Regions from separate parts of the Mus musculus genome. Here regions 2 and 3 are each linked to region 1. Evidence: chromatin contacts called from public HiChIP or PLAC-seq data. All regions are on one chromosome and are shown on one strand. Each heading gives the region's core, a stretch centred on a gene start, on an enhancer-like site or on the middle of the called end of the contact. The rest is flanking DNA. Distances are from core to core; before and after follow the strand shown.

What was found. HiChIP or PLAC-seq counts read pairs in DNA pulled down with a chosen protein or histone mark.
Region 2: a contact with region 1 is called in an HNF4G HiChIP or PLAC-seq map of pancreatic cancer cells. The contact joins the promoter of Unc13d here to the enhancer-like site in region 1. A contact is called at or near these places in 3 of 39 promoter capture datasets (liver, pre-B cells and stem cell-derived epiblast-like cells) and 2 of 115 datasets of contacts at active chromatin or transcription factors (intestinal villus epithelium and pancreatic cancer cells).
Region 3: a contact with region 1 is called in an HNF4G HiChIP or PLAC-seq map of pancreatic cancer cells. The contact joins the promoter of H3f3b here to the enhancer-like site in region 1. A contact is called at or near these places in 4 of 39 promoter capture datasets (embryonic stem cells, liver and stem cell-derived epiblast-like cells), 1 of 15 datasets of contacts at CTCF or cohesin (CD8 T cells), 1 of 484 Hi-C or Micro-C datasets (embryonic stem cells), 7 of 115 datasets of contacts at active chromatin or transcription factors (the SCID.adh cell line, embryonic stem cells and pancreatic cancer cells) and 3 of 9 other capture datasets (adipose tissue, liver and pancreatic islet).

The regions. Positions count from the first base shown.
Region 1 is chr11:115,875,363-115,879,325 of GRCm38.p6, reverse strand. It overlaps Myo15b (myosin XVB), which reads right to left. Exons shown (of 64, transcript NM_001384233.1): 21 at 2,233-2,326; 22 at 1,620-1,647; 23 at 1,348-1,370; 24 at 1,171-1,228; 25 at 884-1,014. Among named protein-coding and RNA genes, the nearest start is that of Myo15b, 19 kb to the right of the region's middle. Within about 2 kb of position 2,030, at least 41 of the 459 cell types and tissues checked have an H3K27ac peak or open chromatin away from gene starts, as enhancers often do. A contact at or near this core is called in intestinal villus epithelium, pancreatic cancer cells and pancreatic islet, where this site is marked.
Region 2 is chr11:116,076,180-116,080,142 of GRCm38.p6, reverse strand. Unc13d (unc-13 homolog D) reads left to right here and starts at 2,182. Exons shown (of 33, transcript NM_001009573.2): 1 at 2,182-2,198; 2 at 2,482-2,695; 3 at 3,356-3,391; 4 at 3,594-3,701; 5 at 3,814-3,873. The coding sequence starts at 2,582. It overlaps Wbp2 (WW domain binding protein 2), which reads left to right. Exons shown (of 8, transcript NM_016852.3): 7 at 359-435; 8 at 547-1,572. The coding sequence ends at 600.
Region 3 is chr11:116,022,788-116,026,750 of GRCm38.p6, reverse strand. It overlaps H3f3b (H3.3 histone B), which reads left to right and starts at 2,247. Exons shown (of 4, transcript NM_008211.3): 1 at 2,247-2,372; 2 at 2,732-2,869; 3 at 2,973-3,126; 4 at 3,216-3,963. The coding sequence starts at 2,742. The coding sequence ends at 3,344.

The DNA of each region.
Region 1 (3,963 bases), core at 781-3,280:
GGCCAGCAATTCCAGGGGTTCATCTGCCCCTGTTTTCTAACACTAGGGTTACAGACATGCGTGGTCATCCCTGGCTTCTTACATGGGTGCTCAGGAAGCCTTACCCAGTGAGAAGCTCCCCACCTTTGATTCTTTCATTAACGGACACCAAGCCAGGACGAGTCCCCTGTGCCTTCAATCCCAGCACTTGGGAAGCAGTGACAGGCTGATGATCTCTGGGAGGAGTTCCAGGCCAGCCAGGACTACCCAAGTTAAGACCCCCACCTTTAACTTTATTAAAATAAGGTTGGGCATGGTGTGACATATGCCTTTCATGCCAGCACTTGGGAGGCAGGGGCAGGTGGATCTCTGAATTTGAGGCCAGTCTGGTCTACAGAGTGAGTTCTAGGACAACAGGGCTACACAGTGAGACCCTGTATCAATAAATAAATTAATCAAAATACATTGGTAATTTCTGAGTTCGAGGCCAGCCTGGTCTACAAAGTGAGTTCCAGGACAGCCAGGGCTATACAGAGAAACCCTGTCTCTAAAAACCAAAAAAAAAAAAAAAAAAAAAAAAAAAAAATTGGTAAATAAACTAACACAAGAATCTTTTTGTACGTGCCGTTATGAATCCTGCTTTTTATATTTAATCCTCTGGCATGGGAAGTTTCCCAGGTGGTTAAACCTTCTTTAAGGACACAACTTTAACGTAGGGCAACCCCACAGTTACAGTAAAGGTGTGGCCGAAATGAGCCTGTGCATTGGAAACTTCTGGGTAAGGACTGTTTCCCAAGCAGCTTTGCTGACCACGGGAATGTCCTGGGAGAAGGTGGACACCTGTTTGTGCCTGGTGGGAGTTACACAGGAGCTTCTGAATGCCAGGAACCCAGAGGCGACTCACCTGAAAGCTGGTGGATACAAAACTGGAGAAGGGAAACTGGTCAATGTCTGGAGGGAGAGTCAGGCTGGGCCGGGCGGGGACCTCAGGTGGCAGGGACTCTGTGATGCTCCCCGTCAGCAAGGCCTGGTGGCCTGGGAAGGAACACAAGAGGCAGCCTAGGACACTCAGTTCTGCCACTCCTCCCATCAGGTTGGCAGAGTGCCGGTGAGTGGCTCAGGGAAAGAGGCAGGTGTGGTAGGCCAGCTGAGCAGCAGAAGGGACCCCATCTCTACACTAAGAGGACTCACCTTCCGCCCTCTCCAGCAGAGTAGCCAGCTGGGCGGGGATCTCTAAGCGACCCAGGTCCTGGTGGAGTGAATCAATGATCAGGAACTAAAGGACAGCCGAGAAGGACTGGGCACACCCCCTCCCCAAATCTCCAGAATGACAGCTGTCCCTAAAGAACAAGGATGCATCCTGGAAACAGATGGTCGGGTTTCCAGAGCCTCTGAGGAAAACCGAGAGAGTCCCAATCTTCTGCTGAGGTGGCACACAAGGGACAGTTTGGCATCCTACGTGCCATACTCTTCCCCATACTATGCCAGGCTGACACCACACAGGACCCCCACCCCACCCCACCTCCCGCACCCGCTTCCAAGATCACTCACCATATTTGACACTTTCCCCCAGGGCTCCCCGCTGTGCGGGCCAGGGGCACACTGTGGGAGAGATCCAGCAAGAGTTGATGCCCCCACACCACTAGCAGCCCATCCCCAACTCAGCAGCTCAGTGTCCCCTCTTGTCCCCAGGAGACAGGATGGTAGCGAGAGAATGTCATAGACCCAGAGGGTGCCACCACCCGACCTCACCTACCCCCCTACCCCCTCTCCAATCTCACCGTCACCAGGCTGTGGATGTCACTGCCTGTCTGCTAGGGCACCAGGAAGAGGTAAAGAAGAAGGGGACAAATGGTCTCAGGGGACAAAGTCCAGCCAGGGAGGAGCCAGGGAGGGGGGCAGAATGTGGGCATTGACCTTTGAGCAGCTTTTATGGCGTTCACATAGGAGTCATCAGGCAAGAGGGAGAGTAGAAGAGGCCTCAGGGGCCTGGAGGGAACAGAAGGAACTGGGGCTAAAAGGGGGAGTCAGGCCTGGGGGGAACGGTGCAGGGAGGAGCAAGAGGAAGCCAGACAACAGCCACAGGGCCCCAGCCGGAACAGGAAATGGAGATAGTCAGTAAGCAGTGGGCTCACAGATTTCAGACCCAGCAAGTTGAGGCTGTTAGGATTCTGCCCACTTGGCCAGCCAAGGTCACCTGGCTCCCATCCTGAGCTTCCCCACAATCCATGAACACTTCTAAACCCCTCATACCCGTAGCTTCTGTCGTCTCCGGAGCAGGGGCCGGGCCACTAGGAGAATGGTGTTCAGCTGTCCCAGAGCTGACCTCCGCTGGAGATATCGCTTCCTGGAGGCCATAGGAGCAACGTTGGGGAGGGTGGGACCCGAAACTTAAGCTTCTGCCCTGGTACCTGAACCCTTTCTAAACCTAGACCGTAGTGTGAAAATGGACCCTGGATCGGTGAAACCCCTGATGTTCAACAGTAATGTTCAAAGAACAGAATGCTACGGGGAACCAGGAAATATTTTGTTCTCAGACTGTTTCACTATGAAGACCAGCCTGGCCCTGAACCTGCCTCTGCCCGCTGAGTGCTACGAGTATAGAGGCATGTGCTGCCACTGCTAGCTTTTAGGATTTCTGTTTTTAATTATGCATATGTGTGTGTGGGGGTCTATGTGCATGTGCATGCAGGATTCATAGATGGCCAGAAGAGGGCGTCAGATCTCTGGGCTTGGAGTTAGAGGCAGTTAAGGTCTCCTGACCTAGGTGTTAGGAACTCGTCTCTGGTCCTCTGCAGGAACAACGAATGCTCTTAGCTACTGAGCCATGTCTCTAGCCCCCTAAATTTTATTTACTGATCTCATAGCTGGGAAATTCTCAAAGATATTCTGTTTGCATGTTCCTTCTTCGGACCTCCAAGGGCTCCAGGCATACATGTGGTACACAGACATGTGTTCACAGCACTTATACACATACAATAAATAAATAAATAAATAAATAAATAAATAAATAAATAAAAATAAGTCTCAGAGCCAGGAGGATGACTTAGTTGGCAAAGAGCTTGCTGCACACACATGAGGAGCTGAGCTCCAGATAAGACAGCTCATTAGTGACCTCAGTGTCTGTCACCTCAGAGCCAAGGGTAAAGGCAGACAGATGCTTGGAGCTCACTGGATACCCAGACTAGCCGAGTCAGCGAATTCTAGGTCCAGTCTCACGAAAGAAAGAAAGGGAGGAAGAAAGGAAGAAAGGATAGATAGACAGACAGACAGACAGAGAAAGAGCAAGGTATTGTGGCCTTTAATCCTAGCACTTGGAGGCAGAGGCAGGAGGATTTCAGTGAATTCAAGGCTAACATGGCCTACAAGTAGTTTATAGATGGCCTGGGCTACAAAGTGAGACCAGAAAGAAAGAAAGAAAGAAAGAAAGAAAGAAAGAAAGAAAGAAAGAAAGAAAGAAAGAAAGAAAGAAAGAAAGAAAGAAAAAAAGAGAAGGAAACAAACAAAGATTGAGAACAAACAACCAGGGAAGAGAGAACTCTGATCTCCACACTCATGTGCACACTTGAGTCCACACCAGCAGGCACATTTCCACATTCACATATGCACACATACATGAACATGTACACACAGAGACCACACACACACACACACACACACACACACATCCATCAGGATTGGAAGTATGTCACAGCTCACTTGCAGAGTCCTCCCCAGCATGAAAATTCAATCCATTGATCAAACAACCCAGCAGTCTGTCTAGAACTTTCACGCATCAGAGGATGGTACAAAGGAGCTAAGAAGACAATGCTCAGAATAGAAAACCTCCAAGTCACACGCTTAATGGTGGCCAGATATCCAGAACACATGGAGAATTCTTGCAGCTTATGAACAGAGACAGGGGAGGGTGGGAGAGGTGGCTCGGTGGTCAAGAGCACCTGCTTTTGCAGCAGACTGTGATTCAGTTCTTGGCACCCACATAAT
Region 2 (3,963 bases), core at 933-3,432, 200 kb before region 1:
GCTGGAGACTACTGACGGTCAAATGATGAAGGGCCTCTGGGTTACAGACCACCCAAAAGGCACCAGCACAGTGGTAGCCTGGTGGTGAAGAGCTATATCCAAGGGCTGGGTGTGGTTCAGTGTGCACTTGCTTGAGTGGGCTGGGCCTGGGCTCTATCCCAGGTGCCACAGAACACAAATCCAAAGGTACGGTGAGATGAGGACTCTGTGGCTTCTTGGCTTATGGTGACCTTTTTGGAGTCAGAAGATCACCTCTGTAACTCAGTGTTCTCGCCTACAAATGGGCCTAGGAGCTTGGATGAGGGCGGAGGAGGGGCTCACCGCTTGCTGCTATCTCCCCATGTGTTTGCTTTAACAGCCGAGGCCAAGGCTGCAGAAGCCGCTGCCAGTGCCTATTACAACCCAGGCAACCCACACAATGTCTACATGCCCACGGTGAGTTGGCAGGGGACCGCCTTCTTAGTCACGCAGCCTGGGAGCTGGCGTTGGAAGCCAGCACAGCTAGTCCTGTGATGTCTCATGTGAACTTTTTTTTTTTTTCTCTAGAGCCAGCCTCCACCACCACCCTACTACCCCCCAGAAGACAAGAAGACCCAGTAGACCCTGCCCACTTCCCGCCTCTTACCCAGAGACCCCTTCCTGGGCCTCCCGTGGGGCTGCATCTGGGATTCCAGGAGGCCAGGGAGGGCCCTGTTCTTCCCCAGGCCTGAGTATAAAGTTAGCAGGAGCTAGCCCTGATAGAAAGGTGGAACTCCTGGCCTCTGAGAGGCACGTCCCAGCTTCTCGCCCTAGCTCAGCTCACAGCGCTCTTCTTCCCAGCTTCCCTTTCACCATCTCTGGAGCTCGCAGGAGCACGGGGTGACCCTCGTTCCTCATGATACTAGCCCCCACCCATACAGAGGGACTCTCTGGCCACTCCTCACTGCTGCCCAGCCCCTTCAGCCTGGTGACCATTGTTCTTCATCTCTTGGGCTCCTAAGACCAGCCATGTGTCTCCCCAACAGGCCCTGCCAAACCCTGTTCACATTCCTTACCCCTGGTGTGCTCCTGGCTCTGGAAGGCCGCTGTCCCAGCAGACTGTCAGTCCAGTCACACTTACCCGGCCACCTTGTTCTTTGTGAGAGCTTCCAGGGATTTTGCTGGGCGCTTCCAGTGGCTGGCATCAGAGGTGAAGCCACTGTGTTACAGAGGAAGCCCCTCTGCCCCTATGCTACTGTTTCTGGGAATTATTCGCCTCCTCTCCTCTCCCCTTTACAGGGGGCTGCTCTGCAGGAGGGATAGAGAATGCATGTCTGTCCCGCCAGGCCCTTTGATCTGGGACTGAGGCCTTCCAACTATGTGACCTCTAACCTGCAGTCTGCCCCTCTGTAAGCTTCACGCCCCCTGGATGCACTAAGAATTGCTCTTGTTCGTTCCTGGTCCAGACACAAAATGAGGAGATGGTTATTTAAAGAGAATTCCTATTTATTTGACACAAAATGTCCAGTTAATATATTAATGTGAAATAAACCCTGTTTGCACCTTGATTTGTTTGCTACAACTGTGAAATAGTAAAAACGAAGTGACTGGAGGTTCTCTGACTCTTGTGTGGTGACCAGGGTGAGGTCTTCCGGAGGAGGGGCTGCGGGCTGCTGGGGGCGGGGCTAGAAGGCCGGTTTCCGTCTCAGTGCGAGTGGTTGGTTCTCAACCTTCCCACAGAGCCCCCACGCCCCTGCACCTGCCTGGGATGGTGTCTGTGCCACCCACTGCCAGCGGGGGCCAGGACGAGGCCTGTGTCCCATCTGCTCCTCCCGCTCCCCTCCTGAGCACAGGCGTGCCAGGACTTCTACGAGGGAGGGTCGCTGGGCTGGCTACCACAGTGTGTGCCTTCATGCCACCTTACCCAGGAAAGAAGACGGTGGAATATGGCAGTCCTTAAGCCGGACCTGCACCCCACTCACAGTGAGCCAGAGAGCTGTGGGAGATCCCAGATCAAAATGCTCCCACGCACAGAGACTGCTCCGAGGCCTCATCTCCTCTCCTCCCCATCTCTGGCTAACACAAAGTAGTTCTGTCCCTTGCCTGGAATGTCACCTGTGGGGTGGAGCAGGCTGAGCAATTGGCTGAGGAACGCCTCTTGCCTCTAGCCTCTCTGGAGCCACCGCCCTGAGCCTGCCCCACCCTGCCCCAGATCTGGGGCCCATTCAGAAAACCTTAGGGTGAGAACACCACAGGTCTCCGGTGGGCGGGTGGGTTCCCCGGTCCAGGCATAGTTGAAGCAGGCAGCGGCCTTAGCCTGGCCTTACCCGTTGCCAGGAGCTCTGGACTCTCCCCAGAGCCTCCGTGGGACGGTGGGTGGGGCTTGCCTGCCCACTGTGCCCACTTTCTCCTGGCTGAGGAAGATCTGGCGGGGATGAAGGCTGAAGGGTGTTGCTGGGAGCTTGGAGAAGGCCCCACCAAGGCAGTGACACCCTGACCCTTCCTTTCCTCCACCCTCCCCAGCAGAGTGTAGCCCGGGGGCCCTTTGCATCACCCTGCGGCTTCCTTGTTTCCACCCGGCCGCAGCCAGGGGGTGGCAGAGTGAAGGGCAGAGCCAACCACCATGGCGACACACCTTTCCCACCCCCAGCGGCGTCCACTCTTGCGCCAGGCCATCAAGATAAGGCGCCGCAGGGTCAGAGACCTGCAGGATCCACCACCCCAAGCCACCCAGGAGGTAGGAGTGACTGCAGGAAGGGGCAAGAGCCAGCCCGGGGGTGCTCAGTAGTAGTGGGGCTTGGATGTGGGAGGCAGGCCCCCACCCGCTTGCCCTCTACGGCCCTGGGGGTACTTGTGGGTGGGCAGAGGGGTCCACCAAGTATCCTCAGAGCCACGGTGGGTTTCTCCAGTCCCTTCTTTTTGGTGGGCTTGTACTCCAGGCCCACCCTGTTCCTATAGCTTTGAAGGTTCCAGCCCCACGAAACAGTTATCTCCAATGACAGTGGGCTACCTGGGGGTCCCCTCTGAGCTAGCAAAGACATGCCTGCCATCTCCCCCAACTCACCCACTTCTGCTGCTAGGCCTCACTTCCGCTGCTGGGGTGAGGAGCCGGTGGCCGTCTGATAAGCACTGCTGTTTCCTCTGGGGAAGGAGAGGGGGGCAGGTGCTAAACAGCCCACAGCTGGGCCTGAACACTCATGGACCTCAGGCATGGCGGGCCAGGGCATGGGCAAGATGGGCCAGGGGTCAGCCCTTCAGAGAGCCTTATGTTGGAACAGGTGAGGGACATGGTCGGCCCAGAGGCCGAGGTGCTGGGGTTCCACTGTCTTAGGCATGGCCCTTCCTGGCTGGCTGGAGAGGCCTCCAGGGACGCCGTGTCTTTCTACCTTGCTCCTAGGTCCAGGTTCAGTCCCACCATTTCTCCCCAGAGGAGGTAAGAGGAGATGTTGGGAGAGTGTGGGGGATGATGGAGGAGGCCCCTCAGCCCCCAGAGTCTGAGGATGCAGCAGCCTGGTAGAGAACACGCTGTGTCTCAACCTTCACTGGACATCTGCCACTTTGTCCCTTTTCCTGGGCCAGAGGTGTGGGTCTCAGGGAGGGCTTCTGGGTGATGATGGGACCCTGCTATGTCTCAGCGGGACCTGCTGTATGAGGAAGCCCTCTATACTGTCCTGCACCGCCTGGGTCAGCCAGAGCCCAACCATGTGAAGGAGGCCTCGGAACTGCTGAGCTATCTGCAGGAGGTAAACCCAGCCTCCACCCTCACCCATCCTCCTAGGATGAGCCAAGGCTCGGCCCTCTCTCCCCACCACCTTGTGTCCCCTCCCCAGCCTCCCACACCTCTGCCCCCTTCAGGCTTTCCAGGTGCAGCCTGAGGAGCACCAGCAGATGCTGCGGCGCGTCAGGGAGCTCGAGGTAAACTGGTCCCGGGCACGCTGGTTGAGGAAGGGGCGCGGGAAGAAAGCTGGTCACCTCAGGGGAACTCAGGCAGCCCCCTCCCATCCT
Region 3 (3,963 bases), core at 998-3,497, 150 kb before region 1:
GGTAGCCTGGGCTACAGAGTGAGACCCCTGTCTCAAAGGGAAAGGAGTAGGCACATGTCCTCACTGACACATCTGAAATCCCAGCACTCTGGAGGCACCAAGGCAGGAAGATGGGGACTTGCAGGCAGTAGGTCTCACTTTTCTGGGCTTTGACTGGTAACACTTAGACTTGCTTTGTTGTCTTATATTTGAATATTTCATTATACTGATAATTCATTAAACAAGATAAAGACTGGGATTTTACAGGGTTTCTCTATGTAACCCTGGATGTCCTGGAACTTGTTCTGTAGACTAAGCTGGCCTCAAACTCAAACTTGCAACCGCAATCCCTGTCCCCAAAAGTGGTATTTTTATAATGCTGGAGACATAGCTCAGCAATTAAGAGCACTTGTTGCTTTAGCAGAGGACCTGGATTCAATTTTCAGCATCCACATGGTGGCTCACAACCAACCGTAAATCCAGTACCCTATTCTAACTCCCACGGGCACCAACCAGGCAAAACATTCAGACATCTTTCTAAAATCTGTCAGGTTTTTGACATAAGTAATAATTACCAAATATTACACAAGGACACCCATTTTTTATATTATCTTCTCCTTATGGACATGACACCCTCTTGAGGTTGTTACTCTTCCGGTGTATTTATTTCATGCAGTCGAATTAAATAGTTCAAGAAATATACAAGCAGGTAATTACTACTTCTTTGGTTGGTTTTTTTTTTTTTTTTTTTTTTTTTAAAGATTTATTTATTTATTATATGTAAGTACACTGTAGCTGTCTTCAGACACTCCAGAAGAGGGAGTCAGATCTCGTTAGGATGGTTTTGAGCCACCATGTGGTTGCTGGGATTTGAACTCCAGACCTTTGGAAGAGCCGTCGGGTGCTCTTACCCACTGAGCCATCTCACCAGCCCCCTTTGGTTGGTTTTTAAGACAGAGACTCACTAAGTAGCTCTGGCTATTCTGTAATTTCTATGTAGACCAGGTTGGCCTCAAAGCCACCTGCCTCTGTCTCCAGGTTGCTGGGATTAAAGAAATGTGTGTGCCAGCATGCCTGACAACTTCTTATTAACTCTAAGTACATTGAAATAAAATATTTTGTGATGGCCTGAATTAAACATGCAAAAATAGGTATTTGTTGTTTTGTTTTGAGACACGGTCTCCCTGGGTAGCTTTTGCTGGTGTGGTCCTGCCTTTAAACTCACATGGCTTTGCCTGCCTCCAGAGCGCTAGGATGCAAGGAACAGTCCCCTTTTGTTGTTTTTTGTTTTCTTGAAACTGTTTTATATATCCTAGACTGGCCTTGACTTAAGTAGCTGTGAATGACCTTGAATTTTGGATCCTGATTCCATCTCTGATATTACCTTCATGCACCTGGAGCTTGGTTTATGTAGTCCTGGAGAAAAAACAAACAAACCAGGATTTATAAAAGACAAGATCTCTGTAGGTAGGTCTGCTTGGCCTGGAACCCCCCACCCCCTGTGGATCAGGCTGGCCTCATGTTCACAGAAATCTGCTTGCCTTTGAGCTTCCTAAAAGCTGAGATTAAAGGCCTGCAGCACCACCCAACTCGGAAATAATTTTTTTGAATTTTGATTCTTTGTGTCTATTACCCTTCCCCATCAAACAATTGCTTTATGCTTTAGAATGTGTATGCATTTACAGTGCACAAAACACTATATGCTGTAAGATGACTGACTGGATTACATTTCTCATACTATATTAAACGATGAAAATTACAGAAAGTAAATTATTCAGGGAATAATTTCATCCTACATTAAAATAATAGTAATAATTACTATTATTATATTTACGCAAAATCTCTCTAAAATGGTCTCTTGATGCAAAAAAGTCGTAGACTCTTGCCGACCCAACTTTCTTAAATTCCAGGAGACTAGTGCAATTCATTTGCATTGACTTTCTATTGTAGAGCTTTGGAACCAAGAGAAGGATCCAAACATAGCTCCATTTTATCCAATCAGAAGAGCTCCCTAGTGCTAAACTCTGATTCGTCTGTTCCTCTTTGCATCCAGCCAATCCTGAAGCAATTGTAACAGCCAATCAGTGGCCTGAACACCGGCCAATCAGGAAACGGCCCCGAAGTACGGCCTTTGTGTCGGGAGATGTCAGCGCGTCGGCGAAAGCTCCCGCCAATCGAAAAAGTCGTTGGTGTATGCAAATCAGGGTTCTGTGACGCACTGACGCAGCGTGCAGCGTCTCTATAAATATGGAGGCGTCGGGGGGCTTGGAGCGCAGAGCGGTTTGGTCGTTCGTTGGTGGAGTATCTGCCCGTTCTGCTCGCCGATTGCGGCTCTTGTTCGAGCGCTTCCAGCGTCGCCTCGGTCTCAGCAAGGGCCCCAGACTCGGCTTTGGGTGAGTTCGCGGCTCTGCCGGCGGCCGGAGCCTCCCTGGCTTTTAGGACCGCGGTCGCTGGCAGCCGACGGTCTGGTCGGTGAGGCAGCCCGGGAGGTCGAGTTCGGTCGCGTTCCGCCACCTCCGTCCTGTCTGCTTCCCGGTGGTGACTCACAGGTCCCGCCGCGGTGTTTCCGGCCGCCCGTGGAGCGGGAAGTTGCTCCTCCCCGCGCTCCCCCTCCCGGGGGAGGCCGCAGCCCGGCGCAGCCTGAGTCATTAGGGGAGGGGGAGGAGGCGGCGGCCGCCATCTGCTGCGGCGAGGAGGGGCGCCTGGCAGCCGGAGCCCGGTGACCTGGCCTTGAACGTCGCTTGTCTCGCAGGTGAAAAAAAATGGCCCGAACCAAGCAGACCGCTAGGAAGTCCACCGGTGGGAAAGCCCCCCGCAAACAGCTGGCCACCAAGGCGGCTCGGAAAAGCGCGCCCTCTACCGGCGGGGTGAAGAAGCCTCACCGCTACAGGTAGGCAGAGGGCTGGGAACAATGACTTGGCCGCCGGCTTGCGGGCGGGCGCTCTCTCCCTTCTCCCTGACCGTTGACGCCTTCCTTCTTCTGGTGACTGCAGGCCAGGGACCGTGGCTCTGAGAGAGATCCGTCGTTACCAGAAATCGACTGAGCTGCTCATCCGGAAGCTGCCATTCCAGAGATTGGTGAGGGAGATCGCCCAGGATTTCAAAACCGACTTGAGGTTTCAAAGTGCAGCCATCGGTGCCCTTCAGGTAAAGGGACAAAAGGCTTGGTGGCACTCGGGGCGGCGGCTTGATTGCTCCAGTAGGAGTGTTAATGCTGTTGCTCTTGTCCTCAACAGGAGGCTAGCGAAGCATACCTGGTGGGGTTGTTTGAAGATACCAATCTGTGTGCCATCCACGCCAAGAGAGTCACCATCATGCCCAAAGACATCCAGTTGGCTCGCCGGATACGGGGGGAGAGAGCTTAAGTTGAAGCGGTTTTTATGGCATTTTGTAGTAAATTCTGTAAAATACTTTGGTTTAATTTGTGACTTTTTTTGTAAGAAATTGTTTATAATATGTTGCATTTGTACTTAAGTCATTCCATCTTTCACTCAGGATGAATGGGAAGAGTGACTGACTGTTCACAGACCTCAGTGATGTGAGCACTGTGGCTCAGGAGTGACAAGTTGCTAATACGCAGAAGGGATGGGTGATACTTCTTGCTTTTCATGATGCATGTTTCTGTATGTTAATGACTTGTTGGGTAGCTATTAAGGTACTAGAATTGATAAATGTGTACAGGGTCCTTTTGCAATAAAACTGGTTATGACTTGATCCAAGTGTTTAACCATACATCACTGTGATAGAATGTGGGCTTTTTCAAAGGTTGAAGATACAAGTTTTAGCCACAGTGTAACAGTTTCCTTTAAAAAAAAAAAAGTAAACCTGGCAGCTATAGAATACACTATGTGCATTTATAATAGCTATTTTATATATTGTAGTGTTCAACATTTTTAAATTAAATGTTTTACATTCACAAGTGGTGGGGAGTCTTGTCATTAAGGTGTGTGTAATTTAGTCCAGTTGGTATTTCCTGACTAGACT